2 separate regions of the Mus musculus genome follow, and region 1 is linked to region 2. Evidence: chromatin contacts called from public Hi-C data. All regions are on one chromosome and are shown on one strand. The core of a region is the stretch at or near the end of the contact, and the rest is flanking DNA. Distances in the headings are between cores, read along the strand shown.

Region 1 (4,327 bases), core at 576-3,075, 35 kb before region 2:
TAAGTTAGACGCCCATGGAAAGCCCAGCTGAGTGTCAGAAGCCCATCCCCCATGATTTGGGGAGCAAGCAAGTCCTACTGAGTATTTGTGTTGTTCTTAACCTTACATTTGACCTTTGTGTACCAGAAAACTTCTGCTGCTTTAGCTTTGAGAAAATTTGGGAATTTGCGATTTTCATATATACTGATAGCTTATCCAGGCATAATACCATTAAACACAAAGCACCATAATGTCTATTTGGATTTTAACAGCAGGGAAATTCTAAAAAAAAAAAAGGCCTTAGTTGGAAATCCTTCAGAAATTCTTAATTTCCCTAAAGATGCCCATGCTTTCTGCAGAACGAGGTAGATGTAGCCCTTCCAGCCTTCTGTGAGAGCAGCCTGAGAGTTTTTATCAAACTGACTTTCTGCCTGTGCCAAGGAGAGCTACTCTGTTAGTATAATGCAGCTTTGAAGATTAATAAGTAACAGGACAGTCACACACACACACACACACACACACACACACACACACACGTTTGTGTCTCTGATGACAATGTCAGGAAATTTGGTGATCTAAGATGACCTATGATCCTTGTTGGGTTTAGGTCTCCCGAGGAACCACCAAACACACCTGGTGCTTTATTGGGGTGGAGGGCTTAGCCTATGAAGCCCCCAGGTGCCACTATCTGCTGATATTTCTTTAAACACTGTAAATTTAGCCCAGCTGTCTATTATATACAGCAACACATAGGGAATGCAGAGAGGACCCAGAGGCTTGGAGTGTCCATCCCAGCATGCTGAAGTGTGCTGCTCACAGAGAGCAGTCACAGAGAGCACTTGAGTCTCAAGTGTTCCCCATACCAGAAACTTTGACACTTAAAAGAAATCAGCCTCCTGACCACAGGCTCCCGAGAGTGACCAGTCCTCAAGTAGAAGAGGATCGGGAGGGAAAGCCATCACAGGTATGATAGGGGTCCTGAAGGGAGGCACCCTTCAGTTCCCAGGGTAGTTCACCGACTAGGGACAGCATGTCCTTGAAGACAGGGAGAGACCTTCAGCCCTCAGGTTTGGTATCAGTATGTTACAATGTTTAAAACAGTCCATTTGGCTGTTGAGATGGCTCAGCAGGCAGAGATGCATGCTGTACAAGCCCAAGGGCCTTAGGTTGAGCCCTGGAACCCATAAACAAAAGAACTGGCTCTGTGGCATTGTCCTCTGACCTCCACCTGGCATGTATGTGCCCCAGCATGTGTGCACATACCCCCGCCCGCACACTAGTAAGTTTTTAAAATATAAAAATGAAAGCAGTTCATAAAAAGGAGGCTAAACTGAATTTCCCTTCAAAAGACAGCCTCAATGAATCCCTGGGGGAGAGAATTTGGAGAGTGTTATTAGTCAGGATTCTCGAGAGGAACTGAATTGATAGAATGTATATATATATATTTATATATATACACACATATATATATATTTATATATATACACATATATATACACATACACACAGAGAGAGACACACAAACACATATATATCATATATCACATATATATCCCATTTTCTATATATATATGTATATATATATATACACCCCATGTTTATATGATATATATGTAATATTTATTCTATATATATTATTCCTACAATGATTTATTGGGGAGGCTTACATGCTGTAGTCCAACTATTCTCTCTTGATAGAAAGTCCAAGAGTCCAGTAGTTATTCAGTCCACGAGGCTGGATGTCTCAGCTGGTCTTACAGTATCTGTTGGAACCCCAAAGAGGCAGGCTGCAGTGCCAGTGAAGAAATGAACTTGCCAGTGAGAGTGAGGACAAGCAGGCAAAGAGCAGGTGCTTCCTCCTTGTGTTCTTTATATAGTCTGCCACCAGAAGGCGTGGCCCAGATTTAAGGTGGATCTTCCTATCCGAAAAGATCCAGATTTAGGGTAAGTCTTCCCACTCAAATGACTCAATCAAGGATTCCTTACTGGTGTACCTAGCTGCTTGGGTTTTAGTTAATCCCAAATGTAGTCAATTTTGCCAGCCAAGAAAAGCCATCACAGAGTGCAAGTACTGTGAAGGGATCTTGCAGGGACAACCTTCAGATCCCTAGCACAAAGGGAGTTTCTGACTCTCACAGGTTTTCAGAGGAGGCAGGGAAGAGGTTCCATGTAACGCAGCCTGTGTGACCCCTGACATGGAAGAAGGCTCTAGACATAAACTTACAATGGAAGGTTCTCTCAGGCTGGGTTATCATGAGAGCTGGGCCCTAGCAGCTGAAACAAGAGGGAAAAAAACTGGAAGGCCACAGTGCAGGCAGCTTCCTTGTCAAATGTCCAGGAACTGAAGGGTTGTGGCCTGATTTCTGGGCAAGAGAGGGGCAGTTAGAGGGGTCTCTGATCTAACAGACACAGAACTACATCCCTGGATTTGTTTAAATACAAATGTGTTGTTGACACTTACTTTGTGCCTTTGCAAGCCAGCATGCGCAAAGTCATAAAAATAGAATCCAGGCTAGATGGATCAGGCTGGGATCCACCGAGCAAAAGGATTATATTGAACTAATTTGGAAGGACTAGAAAAATAGAGGGAAAAGGTAGGCACCACGGTGCAGTCTTGGTAATGAGCCTCTGCCCAGACTGATGGCCAACTTTGACATCCCCATCAATACAGTGTATACTGGAAAGCCAAAGAGGTGAGCTCTAATGCCAGGGAAGAAATGGGCTTGCCAGTGAGAGTGAGGGCAAGCAGGCATGTCATTTATATAAGGTGACACCAGAAGGCGTGGCCCAGATTTGAGACAGGTCATCCCACCTCAGTCAGGGGGGTCAGATCCCTTTGCCCACGTGTGGCTAGGTCAGGGTTGTAAGCACTAAATAGCACCTCCAGCCACCAGTCACCACTGTCACAGTCAGAATGGGGACAGGAGCTGCATCAAGACCAGAAGCAGAGCCCTTCCTTCTGATCGCACATTAGCTCCCTAAACCCAAGCAGCTCCGCACCGGCAAAAGAGCCTGAGAAACGCAACATCTATCACTGGTCCCTGGCATGCAGAACGCTCAGAAAAGCAGGCATTATCTGGCCAGTCAGCGTTCCAAGTATTTTAGAAAATGTGAATAGACATCTATTTTTAATTAATCCTGTATAAATACAGGATATAAAAATCCTTTCAGACTGCTGCTCTTATGGAGGAGTAAGAGAGAGAGAACCAGTTTTATAATCAAGAAAATAAGTGGATTTAAAGACAATTTGGGCTGGGTGTGGTGGCGCACGCCTTTAATCCCAGCAGAGGCAGGTGGATTTCTGAGTTCGAGGCCAGCCTGGTCTACAGAGTGAGTTCCAGGACAGCCAGGGCTACACAGAGAAACCCTGTCTCGAAAAACCAAAAGAAGACAATTTGGGGCATTTAAATTCATACAACGAAAAGGAAGCCACTGCACCTTGTTAAGAGGACCACTCCTGCCAGGGCCATGTGCCTGTCCCAGCGCTTTGAAGCAAATTCTCCTGTGTGAGATTTTATATCTGACACTCCTTGTTTCTTTTCTAAAGCAAAACGTTGGCCTTTCTGCTAACAATCTGTTTGCTTTCAGAGTTTCTTTGTACATTTTTCTAGATGTGTTTGTTACATGTCTAACTCCAGTGGGCAATTACTCTAGATAACGTTACATATGATTATAGAATTAGAATCACGCCCTTGAGAACTGTAATTAATAATAAAAATCCTCTAATGTATCAGGTTTAGATTGTCCCAGAAAACTTTTAAGAGTTAAATATTGGTTTCTGTGTAGCTCACTGCAAGTATAAAATAAGGCTAATTCTGCTTGATGATTGGCAGGTGAGCACCATAGCACTGACATGCCATCCTCACACGTAATAGATTAACCTAACAGCATCATTGTAAGATGTCAGTATTCATAGTATACTAGGAATCCGATCCCCTGCAAGCATTTAAACTGACTACAAAAATACGCACAGATCAATGTATATAAACATGCACGGGATCCATTTTCTAACTTTGTGTGAGGCATATGTAAACTAAACTCTTGGAAATGTGGTTGCTGTATTAGAGAGTCCATGTTTTGAAGATGAACCTCCCTGGGTATCTTCATGTGTATTTCTTTGTTTCTCCAGTTTGACCTTGTCTGCAGCAATGCCTGGATGTTGGACCTCACCCAAGCCATCCTGAACCTTGGCTTCCTGGCTGGGGCTTTTACCTTGGGCTATGCAGCGGACAGGTAGGTATGGGTAAGATAACCGATTTGTTTACTATACCATGTCACCTGTGTATGGGGAGAGAAACTCTTTCTATCAACTACATTCAATTTCTTATTCCACCACCCACAACATTCA
Region 2 (3,922 bases), core at 931-3,430:
GGAACTGGGAAGAGCCCAGAAGTTCAGGAGGATCTTTTCAATGTTTTGCAGTTAGTAAGTTTACACTGTGCATGTGTGTCGTGCTATATAATGCTACTGAAATCTGTCTTTCTTATCTAGATCACAGTTACAGATGAAGAAGTCAGTAACCCATCCTGTTTAGACCTTGTGAGAACTCCCCAAATGAGGAAATGCACGCTCATCCTTATGTTTGCTTGGTAAGTTGACTCGGGCTGGAATTCAAAGCTGGTGTCAAGTGCATGGCTGTCATTCGATTTTGTGCACAGGCTTCCCTGCTCCCTCTTACTCTGCTTCCCTGGTGTCCTGATGTCCCGCAGGTTCACGAGCGCCGTGGTGTACCAAGGACTTGTCATGCGCCTGGGACTTATCGGAGGCAACCTCTACATAGACTTCTTTATCTCTGGGCTCGTGGAGCTGCCCGGAGCTCTCTTAATCCTTCTGACCATTGAGCGCCTTGGACGACGCCTTCCCTTTGCGGCAAGCAATATAGTGGCAGGGGTGTCGTGTCTGGTCACTGCATTTTTACCAGAAGGTAATCTTTCTTCACATTTAGTTGACAGTTCCCAAAGAACTTAACAAAAACTGTAAGTGATTACATATGGTGGAGGGGGTAGGGGGTCACTTGTCTCTCTGAGCTGTGTGCGCTATTCCTTCCAAAGCTTGCCCCCAGGCATGCTGGGTAATGATCTATTTTCTTTCTCACGAGTATAAAGGTTGACAAGATCTTTACATTGATGCCTCTCTTTGCTGAAATGTTAGGTTTGTTTATTAATGGAAAGGTGATCATGCTAGATCTATGATGTAGTGATGTGATGTGGCTGATACTGTGTAACATATTTCCCAAGCATCACCATCCTGCAGGTAACAAGCCATGCCCCAGCTTAGGGACAGAGGGAAGGTGTGACTCTTGGCTTCATATTGTTCATAGCCTATTAAAAGACATGGACATTTTTTTTCTTTTTTTTTTTTCTTATTAGGTATTTTCCTCATTTACATTTTCAATGCTATCCCAAAGGTCCCCCATACCCACCCCCCCAATCCCCTACCCACCCACTCCCCCTTTTTGGCCCTGGCGTTCCCCTGTACTGGGGCATATAAAGTTTGCAAGTCCAATGGGCCTCTCTTTGCAGTGATGGCTGACTAGGCCATCTTTTGATACATAGACATGGACATTTAAATAATGTCGCAACAATAATGTGGTAAATTAATAGAATTGACAAAGGTGGGGGGAGGGAAGCAGAGAGGAGGGGGGAGGGAGAAGTTCTGTGGAGGTGCAAGGGGGAAGTCAGAGGTCTTTACTAACCACTATTTCTTCTTACCCGTTATTTTCCCCAAATCATGGGAAGTTTTATGAGTTTAGGAACTAAGGCTTCTGTGTTATTGCTAGAATCTTTATGAGGAAGCCAGAGGATAGCCAGGCCCCAGCAAAACTTGGTCCTGCCTGTAAGCTTCCGGGAAGGGGGCTGTGAACTGCTTATACCTGCAGCAGTTTGAGACAGAGACTGGCTTCCAGTTGAGAAAGTCTGGCTGGGATAGGAAAGACTGTTCCTTTCCAAGATGCTGCAGAGTGGGTGGAGTGGAGGAGGAGGAGGAGGAGGAGGAGGAGGAGGAAGAGATGGCTAAAGACTCCAGATGCTCAGTGAACAGCACAGACAACCTCTGCTGCAGAGCACAGCTGGAGCTACAAAGAGGAAGCCACTTAAGCTCTCCCAGCATGGTGTGAACTAGCACACAGGAGTCATCTCTGTGTTCTAGGTGTGCAGTGAAGGTTGTGTAGGAAGCCAGGTTCTCTACGGTCCCTGTGCCTACAAAGGAAGCCGTCTGCCTTTGAGAAAAGCAAGGATCGGGAAAGACACTGCTAATGTTGAAGACATCATAGCAGACACTCATGGCAGACACCATTAATTAGACAATGGTTTACGAATTCCCACGATAGCACATAGAGATAGTAGATAGCAGATGCTTGGATAAAACTGCAGACATGCCAGTCCTCAGAACAGAATGAAATCAGTGTGCAAATCCATCCCCCTGCGATGGCTGATGAAAAGCAGAAACTCGGGTTTCTCTCATTTTCCTCAAGTGCATCAGATTCTCGGGGCTGCAGTAATAAGTCTCCACCAGCTGGTTGCAGACACTTCCCCTCCTGTCTGGAGGCTGACATCTAAATGCACAATGTAGGGCAGCTCCTCCCACAGCCTCTGAGCTAGGAGCTCTTCTAGCCTCTCTCTGTTCCCCTCACCATTTCTTGGTATCTATCCAATCTCTGCCTCTATCTTCATGTGACCCTCTCCCTCTTGGTCTCTATCCCCAAATAGGATCAGATTCCAAGTAAATGTGAATTTGAAGCAACACAAATAGCCCTCTACAATAGCATAGCTTATAAGCTATGGAAGCTGGGGCTGGAGATATGGCTCAGTAGCTCACAGCACCAGCTGCTCTCCCAGAATCCTCAGTTCCCAGCACCCACATCCGGTGGCTCCCAACCGCCTGTAACTCCAGCTCCAAGGTATCTGATGCCCACTCCTGATCTACATAGACAGAGAGGGGGGGGGGAGGGAAAGAGACAGAGACAGAAACAGAGACAGAAATAAAAATAGATCTTTAATAAAAGAGCTATGAAAGCTGAGTAAGAGGCACCCATCAGTGTATATCTATTTAATATTGATTAATTAATTGCTGTCCACTAAACACAGTGAAAGGGAACTTTCAAATGGGAGGACAGATTGCTGTCAGACATGGCTGTTGGACACGGACATGAACATGGACATGAACACGGACATGGCCATGGTAAAATGGAACTTCCAGATTATAGACAGTGGAAAATTGAAGGGATGCCATTAGAAATGGTGCAAAAGAATCTTGCTGCCCGAGGGCTGAGGGATCCATGGGCTCGCAATGAGGCTTGGAGATACATGGGCGGCTTTGGAGGCAACATCACTTTCCCGAGCGTAATATTAAAAGGACTCAAATGGGGGATTTGCTGTGTTTGTGGTAGATTTGGGGGCTGAATATTTCCTGGATTCCCAGAATGGTGATAAGAAACATCACTGAAGAGAGCGCCTCGTGATGTCTCTTTCATAAAAATAAGATTCTCTCACTGTAGCATTCTTGGCTGTATGTTTGTCCTTGAAAGAACATTAGTATGGTTTAATAAAGTAAGAAAAACTGTTAAAAAAAAAACAGCGAAAGGAATAGAGAGGCACAATAGAAACATAATTGCTTCTCTCAGAGGTATGCAATTTCAATTAAAAGTTGAAAGCTTAGAATGTTGAAGACTTCTGTACTTCAGAATTCTCCCTCCCTCCCTCCCTCCCTCCCTCCCTCCCTCCCTCCCTCCCTCCCTTCCTTTCTTCCCTCCCTCCTTCCCTCTTTTCCTGTTTCCCTCCCTCCCTCCCTCTCATTCTGTGTATGTATGTATGTATGTATGTGCAGGTACACATGTTGGTATGGGTGTTCATATCCACATGCAGACCCGAGGTTGGCATGGGTGCTCACCTGTTCCTTAGGACAGGGTCTCTCACTTAGCCTGCAGTTTGCTACTGAGGCAAGGCTGTTTGGCCATGAGCCACGGGGCTCCTGGTCTCCACTTCCCCAGGGCTGGGTTTCCATGCCCACCACCACACTTGGCTCTTTTGTATGGATTCTAGGTATTAGGCCCCGGTCTTCATGCCTTCCTGCTCACGGGTCTATTATGATTGGATGGGCCAGAATCACCAGTCTGAATTCTGTATATGAATAGAGGCCCATCCCTTGAGCAAGCATGCCTTCCAATTTAAGGGGCTCTTGGCCTTGACTCCGGGGCACAGACTGTGAAGTTAGCCTTGCCTCTCAGCTGGACTTGATGTCACCATCGGTCCCTGGCTAAAATGCTAATGAGCCTTTGGGAGAGGTCAGCTCTGAA

The links. A called contact is a pair of places that touch in the nucleus more often than the background predicts.
Region 1: a contact with region 2 is called in a Hi-C map of cerebral cortex, with 2.3 times the contacts expected there. The contact joins the promoter of C030013G03Rik here to the enhancer-like site in region 2. A contact is called at or near these places in 14 of 484 Hi-C or Micro-C datasets (the HPC-7 cell line, cerebral cortex, cumulus cells and 10 more).

The regions. Positions count from the first base shown.
Region 1 is chr17:12,464,342-12,468,668 of GRCm38.p6, reverse strand. It overlaps C030013G03Rik (RIKEN cDNA C030013G03 gene), which reads right to left and starts at 1,825. Exons shown (of 2, transcript NR_077217.1): 1 at 1,647-1,825. Slc22a3 (solute carrier family 22 (organic cation transporter), member 3) reads left to right here. Exons shown (of 11, transcript NM_011395.2): 2 at 4,109-4,212.
Region 2 is chr17:12,430,094-12,434,015 of GRCm38.p6, reverse strand. It overlaps Slc22a3 (solute carrier family 22 (organic cation transporter), member 3), which reads left to right. Exons shown (of 11, transcript NM_011395.2): 6 at 121-218; 7 at 339-553. It also overlaps the pseudogene Gm3192. Among named protein-coding and RNA genes, the nearest start is that of C030013G03Rik, 35 kb to the left of the region's middle. Within about 2 kb of position 2,180, at least 21 of the 459 cell types and tissues checked have an H3K27ac peak or open chromatin away from gene starts, as enhancers often do. A contact at or near this core is called in the HPC-7 cell line, cerebral cortex, forebrain and 1 more, where this site is marked.